2 separate regions of the Mus musculus genome follow, and region 1 is linked to region 2. Evidence: chromatin contacts called from public promoter capture Hi-C data. All regions are on one chromosome and are shown on one strand. Each heading gives the region's core, a stretch centred on a gene start, on an enhancer-like site or on the middle of the called end of the contact. The rest is flanking DNA. Distances are from core to core; before and after follow the strand shown.

Region 1 (7,555 bases), core at 3,025-5,524, 98 kb after region 2:
TTGAGCATTTGTATCATTAATTACTGGGTTGTTGTTTTGTTTTGTTTTCTGAGAAGTCTTACTATATATTCTGTCACCACTTTGAAAGTATTTTAACTACAGGCATGTACATTATAGCTGGCTTCTTAGTCAAGTTTTTAAATTTTATATCTAATATGTAAATATGTAAACATATATATGTATATATACTCTGCGTGTGTGTGCTTGTTTGTGAGGGTGAAGACATGTATGTATCACAGTTTACTTGTGTAAATCAGACCACAATTTGCAGGAGTTGGTTCTCTCCTTCTGATATATATGTTCTGAGAATAGAATCCATGTCATCTGTTTTGGTGGGAAGGACCTTTACCTACTGAGCTATCTTTCTAGCTCCTTTTAGTTGCTTTAAATGGCTTCTTGCATGGCAATTTTCAAGTTGTTTGAAAACTTATGCTACTTTTTACCTTCACCCCATAAATTTAGTATCATATCTTAGAAAGAAGAGCTGTCTGGTAATTTCTGATTGTTTTGTTTCATGTGACACAACCCTGTTGGAAACTCAGATCCTGCAATGAGACCCTAATTTGAACCTCAATGGTATGTGCTACCTCTGTGACCTGAAGACATCTTTTAGCTTCCCAAATCTTGAGAAGTTGGGAAATTGATGGTACTGACTCATTTCCGTGACGGCGATTAAGTGAGACCATGAACATTCTATGGTTACCTAGGTCTTTAGCCCAGGATAAACTTTCCAATAAAATACTGTTGTTGACATCAGGGATCACGATGAATGTGATTCTTCAGACACAGATTAGACCTCAGTCAATGCCAAGGTCAAATGAATATTTCGCTGAAACCCTTTGATTACTTTGTTCCATGTGACACTAGGGAAGACAAATGCTAGTGACGGCAACTCAGCAACAGAGCTTTAAATGATGTTTTAACTTAGCTCATTCCAAAGATGACTTCCCCTCCATCCATCATCTCATCACCCAAGCACTCAGTCAGAGTGCGAGTCCATTAGCCCTACACTGGGATGATCTAGAAATAAAAGCAGAGAGCTGCGGTGTATTGCTTTGCAATGATTTAACCAAGCACAAACAAGCACATTTGGAGGCTTTTATCAAAATAAAACTGGAAGGCTGTGAGGCTCACAGGTCAGTGATCGAGAGGATGTCAAGCTGTTTTTAACTTGCTCTTCCTGCATTAGAGGCGTGCAGTAATCTGTTCTCGGGCTTTTAATTCAAAGATAGTAAATCTGTGGCTGGAAATTTCTGGACCTTAATGACATTCATGTCTGAGAGAAGACACCTTGAAACTCCGGACTGTGATTTCAGTTGGAGCCTGAACAGAGACAAAGGCTCATTCTAAGGGAGGAAGGGTTTATACGTGGGAGAGTAATGACTATTGTGAGTGCCATTTTCTGTTCCCAAGGCTCCGCAGCAAAATCACCTGTCTTGGAGAGTGAGACTAGGCTTGTTTGTGAGAGAGGAGGAGTGGACAGACAAAGCACCATATTATTCAATGAGTTACCTAAGAACAGACAGAAACACTAACACAGATAACAGAGGAACAATCCAGACTACAAACACATCATCTTTAACATTTTGGAAGCAGTTCATAGGATTTGAACAGACCAGGAAATTAGTGGAAGCAGATATCAATGCTACATTGACGTTCCCAGCATGCCACCTTCTCGTCATCACTAGCATGTCTGAGTACCTATGCAGTAAAGCTATTACCATGGATGTCTACACGGCTGTTAACTCACAGTTTGTCCATATGGAACTCCCCCTGGGGAAGGAAATATCAGAGAACAAAATAATCTGCCACTACAGAATCAAAATGCCCAGAATGACTGAGCTATCTCTAAACGAATCTTCCAAGAACTTCCAAGTGTTGGCAAAAGGGGACGATCTGAGTTCTTCAAGTATTCCATAATATTTTTTGTCATGTTTTAAGGAGAAAAAAATGAAAGTCTTCCAGGAATTTTATTTTCCTTTTCATTTAGATGTATTTATTTGATTTGGATGACTGTGTTGCCTGCATTATGTAAGTTCGTCACATATGGGCCTGCTACCTGCAGGGATCAGAAGGTGCTGGATCCCTTGGAGTTTAAATTACAGATAGTTGTGAGTCCCTGTGTACATGAAGGGAAAATGAACCCAGGTCTTCTGCAAGAGCAGCAAGTGCTCTCAACCACCAAGCCATCTCTCCAACTTAGGATATATTTTTCTTATGAGCCTCTTACCTGGTTCCCAACCATGAGAACCTGTCCATCATCAAGTTATCTTCTCGCACCTATATGTGTAATAGAAGCACTTTGGGGATTCCTCTTATGTGTACTTTAGGCTTTCCTAGTATTCCTGTAGGGTGACACCCCCCCCAAGTCCCAGTACTAGAGACATTTGCTTAGTGTCTGTTTCTGTAACAAACAGAATGTACACCACCACCATGACCAACAAGATTCCAACAATGACTTTGCAGACTGTCTGCCTCTTCTGAAAGAGGAAGGCGAAGCTAAACCACATTTATTCAGATGCCCACGCTGGAGTAGTGAGACAGCCCTTAGCAAGTCAGAAACCTGAGAAATAAGTGACTTCTGGTCATGACAAACCATGTCTGTGCCATGCAAGGACTATCTACACCCCCAAACAGTCTGTCTAGAAGACCAGTCAGATGCTATAAACAGCTCTACACGGGCTCTACAGTTATGACTGTTAGAAGAGGCCACTGACCTTTAGAAAGGGTTAGTATCAACTATTGATAATAAATTTCTGTTGTTACAAATAATCCCAAGATGATCTGGGCATGTAGCTCAGTGATAGAGCACTCGCTTAGCATGTGCGAGGCCTTGGACTTGACTGCCACGCCCCACCCCAAATCAAAAGACTAACTTTAAAGTAATTACTTTATCTATGGGGCATGTGTGCATGCACACATACATGTGTGTGTAAATGCCTATGAAGGCCAAGATTGATCTAGAGGGCCTTTCTCTATTACTCCCCAACTTACTTTTGAGGCAGAATCTCTCACTGAAATGGAAACTCACTGAGATGGCTAGAATGACTGAACAGTAAGCTCTGGTGATCCACCTGCTCTGCCCTGCTAGCACTGAGGTGACAGAGGGTTGCTGCCATGCCCAACATCGTACAGAGGTGCTAGGGATCCAAACACGTGCCCATCGAACCATCTTCCCAGCTCCTCAAAACACTAATTTTTAATCTATTATTAGTATTACAAGCATTTGAAATGAATCATGTTAAAAAAACAAAGTCCATTTGCTCAAATTGCTCTCCCTTAAGCACACAGTCACCGGATAATGAGCGGAGGAGAAGGAAGATTCAGATTCCAGGGGTACAGGATGTAAAGTCATAGCATAATCTGCCCACTGGGCAAACTGGGGACAAGAATATTGTGATAACCAGCAACTGCCACCTACATGGCAGCACTATTCCGAACCACCTCAAATTACCCTTCTCCAGCATCTGGAGGGTGAAGAAGAGAGCTGGGAACACTAGATGCTACGTCGGGAGATGGGAGAGGAGCCTGTCCCACGCCTATCACCAGCAGACTTATGAACTTCATTAAGTGGCTCTTCCGTGAGCCTCATTTTCCTCCCATGCAAAAGGTCACATGAAGTGATTCAAGGATCCTAACTAGCCAGGAGTACACAAAGAGAACCCCACAGCGGCATACTGAGATCTTAACTTTTAGCATTTACTCTCCAGAATTTACCATCAAAACAGGTCCTGGCTCTTAGGAAAGACACACTCTATCGGATTGTTTTCTGTGTAATTGTGTTTGACGTGAAAATTGAAGGCCTGGGTAATTACATTTCGTCTTCTCCTTTGATAGCAGGGAGGGAAATCAGAACCACCTGTACAAAAGGGTGACAGACTGACACAGAAGGGGCATCCTGAAACCTTGCTTGGTGCTCTGTGAACAAATAAACAGGCCAACAAAACACAGCTGACTTTTGTCCTCCCCTGCTGATTTTATAAAGCTCATTTTGAATGCTGTCAACTGTTCACAGATACCTAGAGACCTGTTTCCTTTTGCTGTTGCCTTGTGGGATAGACCTGCATCTGCACCAAGGTGTGGGATAGACCTGCATCTGCACCAAGCTGCAGAAGGTTATAAATACTAAGACACGCTGGTGGTTTGAGACCCAGTAAGGACGGACAAACCACAGAGAACTGTACTAGATGGGTCTGACAGGCAATTCTCCTGCCCGCTGCTGCTGTTTCCCAAGTGACAGGAAAAGGTTTTGTCTGGCTCAGCAGGTCTGTCATATGCCTGGCTTCTGGATGTCAAAGCTTGCGGAAAGCACATGACTACGGGGTGGTGAATCAACACTACAGAGTATGCAAGGCAAAAATGGAAGCCATTATATTGTTTGGCTAAAGAGGAAGTATGGGGAATGGCCTAGAACATTTACTTCGTGAACCTGAAATTTCATGAAATGAGAGCCAGGAACTGTGATCTCTGGACAAATGTATTCTAAAGCAGCCTGACATGAAATTAAAATAGTGCAGTCCATTGAAGAAAGAACCCTGTTGACTAGCTAGGCCTTCCAAAGTCTAAGGTGGAGGAAAGGTTGCAACATTTCAGAAACTCTTCAAAATAACTCCTGATTGGACTCTACAGGACTGAGTCATGGCAGAGAGCTTCCAGCTGCTGCCGGTGTGTGCTATGTAGGGTTTTCCTTACTCCTGCCCATGTGAGTGCTATGTAGGGTTGTCCTTACTCTTGCTGGTGTGAGTGCTATGTCGGGTTGTCCCTACTCCTGACCATGAATGCTATATAGGGTTGTTCTTAATCTACATCGACTTATGGTTTTGACTCTTCAGAGCCTTTCCATTCTTCTGGAATCCTCCACTCCCTTCCCACTTTTCCTCTTGGAAGGTTGCAACCCTTTATCACAGAAGGGAGAGAAGTTCTCTCCTGGTGGTCCTCCACACACTCCTAAAAGTAGGACTCACTCTTGAAAATGTTCCCCTTTTTCATAAAAAAGGTAATTATTTCTTATAACTTTTTCAATAAAAATTAAGTCAAAAATACAAAATGCTTACTATACATCTACACAGGCCATAAATCCTGGCTGTCCTTCATTATTCTTCTACACAGTGCTTCTGATTTCTGATTTCACTCTGTTCAGTAGCTCTGTAGAGTTTGCATAGCGCTTCTCTCTCTCTCTCTCTCTCTCTGTCTCTGTGTCTCTCTCTCTCTCTCTCTCTCTCTCTCTCTCTCTCTCTCTCTCTCTCTCTCTCTCTCTCTCTCATCTCACTACATAGAGCAGCCTCATTCTTACAGAGATCCGCCCACCTCTGCCTCCCGAGTGCTGGGATTTGAAGTATGTGCTCCCACGCCTGGCCACGATTCTCTCTGTTGAAACATTTTCATTCTCTAGTCTCGTCAGCTGTCATTACATCTCTCCCTCTTTCAGATGCTAACCGACTCCATTCTCTACCTGAACTCTTCCTAAGCCCTGAGCAGCCCTGCTTGCCTTCCTTTCCTTCCACCTTTATTGGAACTCTTTTAGCAAGTTTACAAATGACCCACTTTATCCTTAGCCTGCCCAAACTCTTTTGTAGTCAGTTTACTTTCCAACCCCACATCGTTCCTGAGCCTCCTGTCCCGAGTCATGGCCACTGGTCCAGCAAAGATCGTGAGATGAGCATTTGTGCATGCTATGATTCCCCACTAGCCTCTCTCAGCTTCCACTGCCCATCCAATATCAAACTTTGATGACTTTTTTCTAAACTTCCTCTCATCTCTGGATGGCATGTTCCACCCTTCTTTATCACAGGAAGTCTCACCTGGATACCCCAGCATTCATGTCTATGGCTCCTGACCCTAACTTTGAGCCTCCTCCTGTTGGGACTTAACACCCACAAGGCCATACATGTTATCTTTCTTTCAGACAAGAAATCTTGATTTAGTCTCTCACTAAAAATAATCTTCAGCCTCCATGTAATGCAGGTTGTACACTTGGGCCTTCTAAGCTCCACTGCAGACTGGCTGCCCCACCCCCATTACAGCAAACCTGGCTCACAGCCCACAAACACATAAACTACTTCGCCATCCCCTTTGTTTGTGCACACTGTCCCCTCTGGCTGAAGGATGCCTTCATTCCATCTGCAGCTCACCTGCTCACCCATTAAAAGCCAGCTCAAATATTACTCTGAAAAGGCCTTCCTAGCTTCCCACAGGCTATTCTGCTCACTGCTGGGTTCAGTGTCCCCATGACCCCGGAGACTCCCTTCCATGGAGTCATTACTATGGTAGCTTTCCCTCTCATACACTGCCTTCCTTTACTAGACCACGAGCTCTCTGAAGGAAAACATCAAACATTCTTCAGTTCTGTATCTTCATTACCCACCTTGTTTCTTGACTAATAAATTCCTGCCAGAGGTATATTAATGGAAGATGTGGTTTTAAAACTGTGACAGAAATAAGCAAGAACAGAATGGAACTAGGGAAAGGACACATTCTGTCCTAGCCATAATTCCTAGAGCTAGATGCTCAAGTAGATAAGAGGAGGAAACAAGGTCGCTTCCCAGGGACTCATAAAAGCCTCCATTCTAATCCTTTAACAGATTACTTGCCATCGCTAGAAGAGGAAGAAAACCCTTAGAAAGTGTAAAAATCTGTTTTCCTCTGTCTCTCATTTCACACTGTTCCAGTGCCACTCTTTCATCCTCTGCCAGGACCAGGGGGACCAGGTTTGATCCCACTGTCACCATTTTACTACAGATATTCAAAGTAGCCCGAAGCTTGGTGCCTAAATTAAATTTGAGTGTTGCTAAGCAATATCAGGCTTCACAAACAAGAGTCGAAGCTAGCTTTGGCATGCCGTGCTCACATCTTTGGCATACAGGTGTCTTGAAAAGTATCATATTTAGGAAGAAGGAATGGGAATAGAGAAACTTATTTTAACCCCATTTCTCATCATAGCTAGGCATACATTTGAGGAGACCAGCCCTGATGATTCTGTTATGCTGTTTCTGATCTTTGACAAGTCAAAATATATTGTTCAGCGTGTGTTAGTCTATCTGCTAGATAAAGCCACCAGCATAGCCTTATTCACCTGGGTTTGTACTCTGCTTAGACAAATAGCAGGAAGCTCATACATGCAAAAGGCCAGCCAAGACCAGACATTGACATTCTCTATTGCCTGTTGCCAACCAAGTTCAAATGGAAAACTTGGGACACCCACAAGATGAAGTGAGACTTCAAGTGAGAACCCGTTTATAGAAGCCCTCGAGTCCAGAGGGACTTGCCTCAGCTCTCTCGTGGAAGTCACAGTCACCCTGAAATCTACTATTAACCTCTTTGTCTTAAATAAAGTTATGTCACTCAAGCTTCATCAGGAGTAAGCCACGGGGCAGGAGCTCCCTGTAAGGCTAGCCTACAAGAAAGGGAATCAAAACAGTTATACAGTATAGAGCCAACTTTTATCCAGTATTTTCTGTGATTTAAATGTCAAGGCAACTTGGCAGTATGAGTATGCCAAACCTGGAAGAAGAAAAAGAAGAAAAAGCCAGTCTCAAGAACATTGACGTCGCTTGTT
Region 2 (7,506 bases), core at 791-3,290:
ATAAGAGCAAGAGAAAGTACCCAAGAGCTGAAGGGGTCTGCAATCCTATAGGTGGACCAACAATATGAACAAATCAGTACCCCCAGAGCTCGTGTCTCTAGCTGCATATGTTATAGAAGACCATCACTGGAAAGAGAGGCCCATTGGACTTGCAAACTTTATATGCCTCAGTACAGGGGAACACCAGGGCCAAGAAGTGGGAGTGGGTGGGTAGGGGAGTTGGGGCGGAGGGTATAGGGGACTTTTGGGATAGCATTTGAAATGTAAATGAAGAAAATACTTAATTTAAAAAAAGGGAAAAAAAGATATTCCATATTACAAAATAGCATCCACATTATTGGAGTGTTACAGGAGTTCAACTAAAACTCCCAAGACAGGCTGGCACTGAGTAGACACACTATGTATGTAGATATTATGTCTTCCATTATTCATCCAAATTAAAATCTTCAGGAAAGAAGTCTTCCGGATGGCTATCGCCTACATTCTAGTATGTGTCATCCTGAAATGGCCTTTTTCGAGGTTGGCATGCTTAGATGGATTCTAATAAATAATTTGCTTCACAGACAAACATGGTGTCACACGTCTGTAATCCCAGCACTTGGGAAGCAGGGGCAGGAAGAACTCTAGTTTGAGGGTAGCCAGGGCTACACAACAAAACTGTGTCTCAAAAAATATACATGATAATCACTTCACTTCACTGTATCTTCTACTATAACTAATAATCATTTGAAAGTGAAAGGCCCATTTTAATTGTCATTTCTTTCCATTTTAAGTGCCTAACACTGCCGGGTGGTGAAAGGGCACGCTTATCCCACCAGCCCGTTCAGAAAGACTCCTTTTTTTGAGTGCTTTCAAATCAACATAGGTTGGGTACTTGCCTCCTTGTCCCTCCACGTTTTCCTGATACCAGGGTTGAAAGGATCCCACTCAACATTCCAGGGCACAGAAGGGGCCATCTGCGACTGTTGCTTCAAGAACAGAAGCACCAATGCTGAGATCTGGTGGTGCCAATCAGAATGAGACGGAAACAAAGAGGCCATCACAACAACCACCCGCTGCCTCCTACTGCCAACCCTCCGCTGTCCTACACACATGCCAAAGGCATGACCTAGAGCTCCATCATGAAAGGGCAGGAGCTGTGCTTCGTACTTAGCAGGACGTTCATCAGAGGGTGGCAGGGAGGACTGAGGCTCTTCAAGTACACACCAGGAGCAAAACTTGGCAGTAGGCTGAGCCTGCCCACTGTTTGCTCTTCCTATCGAATGGTATGAGTTTCAGATCTCCATGCCAATCACAATACATGCTACTCCAAACACAGAGAATTGGACTATGGCTGAGGAAAGAAGAAATATTCTATTCAATGCCTTGTGCTGTGTTGTTATTATTATTATTTTACAAAGATCAAAGAACTCTTCAGCCACAATAAAATTCTAGACCTCTAGCCGGGCGTGGTGGCCCACACCTTTAATCCCAGCACTTGGGAAGCAGAGGCAGGTGGATTTCTGAGTTTGAGGCCAGCCTGGTCTACAGAGTGAGTTTCAGGACAGCCAGGACTACACAGAGAAACCCTGTTGCAAAAAAAACAAACAAAACAAACAAACAACAAAAAGAATTCTAGACCTCTGATCCCACCAATTAAAAGAATTATACTCACCCCATTGCATTCCTGGGATGGGTTCTGAGAAAGGGGCAAGAGAGTTTGTCTCAGCTCCAATTCCCTTCCGTTGTTCTTAGCTGAAGCAGCACACGGCTTTCCCCCTAGTTTCTACCATCATAGGAGCAGCTTTGGCCTCAGCCACTACTTGGCTTCACAGTGAATCTTAGGCACTCTTGAAAGACTAAATGCAAATTAACCAGGTCACTCAGAAGTGAATCTTTCACTCAGGAAGTAATGCGGTCAACCAAGTCCCTTCTCAGAACCTGGAGTCTTCGAGGATTGGTCAAGACTCTGGACAGCAGGCCTCATAAACCTTGCCCCCACAAGTATCTCTCTACTTCCTGCTGTTAACATCCTGTGCGCCCTCCTGTAGAAAAGCCCTTGCTCATCTCAGCTAGTACGCTCACACAGGAAAGGCTCAAAATGAAAGCAAGTAGAAGCCACAATACGCCACCTCACAACCTTCATTTGAGACAAACACACTGATCCTGAGGTTCCCTAATCTGAAAGAGGAGGTCAAGTTGCTTTTCCATCTGTTTTCTCTCACGGGAGTAGAAGACAACATACAAGCACCGTTTGTCTGCTCCAAACAACACCCTAGCTTCTTGCCAACAAAAATCCTTAAACTGTTTCCACAGCTGCCATGTTTGAAAGACACACACATTACTTGGTTCTAATTAATGTACATACATGTTGTGTTTCTAGTCAATGACACCTAACTACCATGCAGAACTTGAAAACAACATCAATTAACCCTTCCCAACCACCACAGATTGAGAAAATTCAAAGAAATGCAAGATGGGTTGTCTTGTATTGTGGTTTACATATGAAATGTTTCCTGAGGCCCATGTTTTGAACACTTCCTTCCTGGCCATTGTTACTTTTTGGAAAAGTGGATAAGAAACTCGACAGAGGAAGTAGGCTAATACAGGCAGGTATGGGGAGGCTATATGTTCCTGATCACTTCCTGTTGCCTTTTCTGGCTGTATCAATTGGAGACTGTTTGAAAAATCATTTCCTAACTCCTTACTCATGCTGGCTTCTGACCCACCGGGTCCCAAGTATGACCTGAATGGCATATGTTATCGCTTCTTTGGTTTGGTTTTGATTGTTTGGTTTTTGAAGAGGCAAAACTCCGGTTTGCAAATGACTGAGCCCCACTCTATTAAGATAGACTTTTGTCTCTTTTACTCCACTAATAAATGTTCGCAAACCAGACGAGATTCACTGATTTGGATCATTTGCTAATTTCTGTGGTGTAAACACTTTCACCATGGCTGGTTTCTCATGTCACTGAAATTAGCATTGGGAAATGACAAATATAATGAGCTCTCACCAGCTGACATCACTCCACCACAGAACACAAATATGCTCTGAGTGCTTCCTATGACCTTCTAAAGCAGCTTTTCAAAACAAACAAACAAACAAACAAACAAACAGGCCGGGTAGGCATAGTGGCACATTAAAGAATTCTAACAGGCAGAGTCAAGTGGCTCTCTGTGAGTTCAAGGCCAGCCTGGTCTACATAATGAGTTCCAGGACAGCCAGAGCTACATAATGAAACCTTGTTTCCAAAACAAAGCAAAACAACAAACAAACAATGAATAAATAAAGCAAGCAACTCTAGGCATGTCTCTTTCCAGGCTCATATCATCTTTTAAATTATATTTGTATTTATTTGGTGTATGTCACAAAATACTTTTGTGTGGCAGACAAGTGGAGGTCAGAGGGATGACTGGCACTTGAGTGAGTCAGTCTTAGGGCCATGTGAGTCCCAAGGATAGAACTCAGGTCACCAGGCATGGCAGCAAGTGTCTGAGCCATCTCAGCAGCTCCAGGGAGGCTGTATGTGATTAATGCACACTATTTTCATATGTGGAAATATTAATTTGTAGAAGCATATTGTTATATTTTAAAACAATGTATAATGTCTTGCTTTGCTTTTCTTTTTTTGGGGGAGGGCAGATTTATTTAATTTTTTAATTCTATGTATGCTGGCGAGAACTGTTCATGTAAAGTGCAGGCGCCCTTGAAGGCCAGAGGCACTGAATTACCCTGGAGCTGGAGTTACAGGCAGTTAGGAGTCACCTGATGAAAGTGCTAGGAACAGAACTCAGGTCCTCTCCAAGAGGAATAGTTGTGCTTAAGCGCTAACCAATCTCTCCAGCTCAAGCCTTACTACCTTGGTGTTTTGTTTTGTTTTGTTTTGTTTTGTTTTGTTTTGTTTTGTTTTGTTTTGTTTTGTTTTGTTTTGTTTTGTTTTGTTTTAAGACACAATACCTTAAAGGTTCCGTGCAGCCAATGATAGCCTTACACTTTGACCCTACTGCCTCAGTCTCCCAAGTGTTAGTGTTACAAGCATGTGCTAGCAAGCTTGGCCCCATGTTAATTTTTACAAAGTAATGAAATATATACATTGATCTCTATTTTCAAGAAGAAAAAGACTTCAGGAGGATATGTGATGTGTCTAAGATAAAACAGTTGGTTAGCTAGAAAATAAAGGCTTTTGCCTCTGAATTCTCTGCTCTTTCCCTTTGAGCCGGGACAGTATAGGACCCCAGTGTTCACCTGGAACTTCACAAAGTAGGTCTTAGAACTGATTGGCCTTGGAACAGGTTTGATCTCAGGTTAAGGACAGGGGACTCTGAAGGACCTGGACATTCATTGTGCTGTGTTGACTGAGGCAGCAGAAGCCTTGACGCACGTCACAAGAACCTTCAATGACTACAGTGAGACAGTTTTTCAGGTGACATAGACACTGAGGTCACTTGATCACGTGTTAAAAAAAAAACACCCCAAAACCAAAAACCAAAAACTTACACTTAAGAACAGGTGTATCTCAACAGCCAGCTTGGGGGGGGGGGGTAGAAAAACAAAACCTACAGCCAAACCGAATAGGGAAGAACAATGAATTGGGACAGAGTAGGACTTGCTCCAGGTCTGAGGCTTCTGTGATTTCTAGGAGGCCACTGAAGGCTTGGCCTGGAGCACAAAAGGGGTCTGGAGACCGCAGAGGCCACTACCATTCTAGTGAGGCATGAGGGCAAGACTCACAAGAGGCAGGCCAGCTGCAGAATTCTGTGTCCTGCTGGCTGGCTGGACTCTTCACTTAAACAAGCATAGAAAACAATCCGAGTCCCCTGCCAACTTCATTCCCCCGCCAGCAACCCTCAGGAGCTTGACTTAGAAGCCAGCCTGGAGTCGACTGGCACCTGACTCTCCCAGAGCAACACTGACCTACTGCAGGAGCATTTCAGCAGAAGCTGGAGCCCTCCGCTTCCCTCTCAGATGACCCAAGACCACACTCTATTCACAATGCCTGTTCTCACCTTTGCGTTCAGACTTTCCAATATTAACTTTGTTACCCACTGCAGATGTCCCTCTGGCTTAACCTCTGGAAAAGGTTTAAAATATGGGGCTAGGGAGATGATTCAGTCAGTTAAGTCCCTGCAGGGCAAGTGTGAGCTCAGGTCTCCAGCACCCGCATAAAAGCTGTGCGATCTCTGGACGGAGGAGGCAGAGTTCCCTAGGGCTTGGCTTGCTGGCTGGCCAGTCAAGCCATGCCAATAAATTTCAGGTTCAATGACAGACTCTATCTGAAGACAAAAAAAAAAAAGATGAAGTATCATGGAGAAAGATCATTGACATTAGCCATGTCCTCTACATAGACACACATGGGCACCAGCATTTGCACACAGGAGCACATACATATACATACAATACACACTAAGGCTAAATATATAGGAATCATGAAAGGTCACAAGGTCTGAGAGACTTAAAAAAAGCTTTGAACTCTGCCATAAATATTCATGGACAGAGGAATCCAAAAGAGGCCCTACAAAGAAGGACTGGTTCTTGGGACCTAGTAGAGGACAAGGAAGTAAAAAGGGGGTGACACATAAAACTTGTCACAGACAATTTGTCACAGGGACCACTGGCCTGCAATCATTTCTAAATTCCAGAAAGAAACCCCTCAGGTCCCTGCTTCTCCATCTCTGATCCACTCTGCCCTACTTCATTTACCCTTAGCACCAGATTAAAACTGGTTTATGAGAAAACTGTTGCTGGGCGTGGTGGCTCACACCTTTAGTCCCAGCACTTGGGAGGCAGAGGCAGGCAGATTTCTGAGTTCGAGGCCAGCCTGGTCTACAGAGTGAGTTCCAGGACAGCCAGGATTATACAGAGAAACTCTGTCTCGAAAAACCAAAAGAGAGAGAGAGAGAGGGAGGGAGGGAGAGAGAGAGAGAGAGAGAGAGAGAGAGAGAGAGAGAGAGAGAGAGAGAGAACTGTTACCTTGTTTTCCAGTCGAATGGAATATAACCAGTCCTAACCAAGAACTCTGCTAACTGACATGGCCCTCAGGGCCCGGAAGGAAGTAACATCATGGACTGGTCCTGAAAGCAGGATGGTCAGAGTCACAGCTGACTTGGCCTCCAGCCATATTCCACACCAGACTAGATAGCATACATTCCCAGTGAGGCATTTGGGGAGAGGGGTTGACTGTGGTAGGTTGTTGAGACAGGGTCTCAATTGCAGCCCTAGCTGGTTGAAAACTCATGAGCCCCATGCCTCAGACTCTCAGTTTGCGGTTAGTCTTGCCCACCTTATCCTGTTCTAGTCAAGAGTTTTTGATAACTTTTGCTTTATGGGATGTTTTGTTTTGTTTGAGAGGGGGTTGATTTAGTTTGATCTCCATATGTCCCATAGACTGGACTTGAACACACTTTCTCTGAATTCCTGAACTTCCTACCTCTGGGACCTTCCAAACGCTGGGAGTAAGGTATGTAACAACATGCTTGCTTGATCATCACTTATGAACACTCTCCTCTCTCTAAACAAACAAACAAACAAATGTATATTTGTGCATGGGGGGGTATGTGCTCATATTAAATGAATCTTGATTGGCCCACTTTGACAATTTTCTAATAATATCATGCACGTTACTACCATGAATGTGGTCAGTAGTAAATGATTCTGAACATAGAATAAAATCACACAGAAGTAGAGTCACCCACAGATGTCTTATTTAGGCCTTGAACAATTTAGTGAAACATATCCATACACAATATCACACTCCTACCACATGTCCAATTAATACCATCTCCTTCTCATTTTTGCCATAGGTCTCACTAGTAGCTCAGGCTGCCCTGGAACCCACTTTGTAAGCTAGGCTGGTTTCAAGTCCCTTCAGTCTGGCCTCTGGTCCCAATTGTCCTGACTGATGCTCTTTCCCCACCCCATCCCCCTTCACATGGTGACCTATATAGAGAAGAACGATGACAGGCAAGCATTGGAAGGGCTCAGAGGTTGAGCAAAAGGAAAAGACACAATCTGAAGAGGTTGCCATCCACACAGTCTAAATCTGAACATTCAAGGCAGGCTATGGTGGCTCAAACTTGCAATCTCAGCTAAGACGGAGGAAACAGGAGAACAGCTGTGAAATTAGTGCAGACTAGGCTACAAAGTGAGTCTATGTCTCAAGAAACAACCACAGTATTTTTAAAAAAGGAATTTAAATCTTATCTAAAAGATAACTATGGAAGGAAAAATACAAACCCAAAGCTTGTATCCTACAGGAAAGAGAAAGTAACATAGAGAGACATTTTTCACATAGAATTTCATTGGAAAGTTGGGCTGGGGGTAGGTTGGTTTTAATGTTGTTGTTTTGTTTTTGAGACAATGTTTCATGTTGACTAAGCTGGCTTCAAGTCCACTAGCCCTGAACTGATGTCCCTCTCAGTGTTGAAATTCCAGGCTTGTGGCACCAAGCCTGGCTAAAAAGTCATTACTTGAAGGAAATGATCTTCTCTTAGTCAAATTCAAGTTCTATTCTCTTTTTCTTGATTTCT

The links. Promoter capture Hi-C pulls out the DNA fragments that hold promoters and counts their contacts.
Region 1: a promoter capture Hi-C map of the HPC-7 cell line shows a contact between it and region 2, with 2.3 times the contacts expected there. The contact joins two enhancer-like sites. A contact is called at or near these places in 9 of 39 promoter capture datasets (the 3T3-L1 cell line, 3T3-L1-derived adipocytes, the C10 cell line and 5 more), 3 of 484 Hi-C or Micro-C datasets (cerebellum, cerebral cortex and embryonic stem cells), 6 of 115 datasets of contacts at active chromatin or transcription factors (CD8 T cells, bone marrow-derived macrophages, embryonic forebrain and 2 more) and 3 of 9 other capture datasets (adipose tissue, liver and pancreatic islet).

Annotation. Positions count from the first base shown.
Region 1 is chr9:40,517,022-40,524,576 of GRCm38.p6, forward strand. It overlaps a transcript of Gramd1b not described here. Among named protein-coding and RNA genes, the nearest start is that of Gm35177, 27 kb to the right of the region's middle. Within about 2 kb of position 4,275, at least 11 of the 459 cell types and tissues checked have an H3K27ac peak or open chromatin away from gene starts, as enhancers often do. A contact at or near this core is called in the HPC-7 cell line and bone marrow-derived macrophages, where this site is marked.
Region 2 is chr9:40,421,646-40,429,151 of GRCm38.p6, forward strand. The region is part of intron 1 of Gramd1b (GRAM domain containing 1B); the gene reads right to left. It overlaps Gm51668 (a long non-coding RNA gene), which reads left to right. Exons shown (of 3, transcript XR_003948127.1): 2 at 6,365-6,437. Among named protein-coding and RNA genes, the nearest start is that of Gm51668, 8.4 kb to the left of the region's middle. Within about 2 kb of position 2,041, at least 87 of the 459 cell types and tissues checked have an H3K27ac peak or open chromatin away from gene starts, as enhancers often do. A contact at or near this core is called in the HPC-7 cell line and bone marrow-derived macrophages, where this site is marked.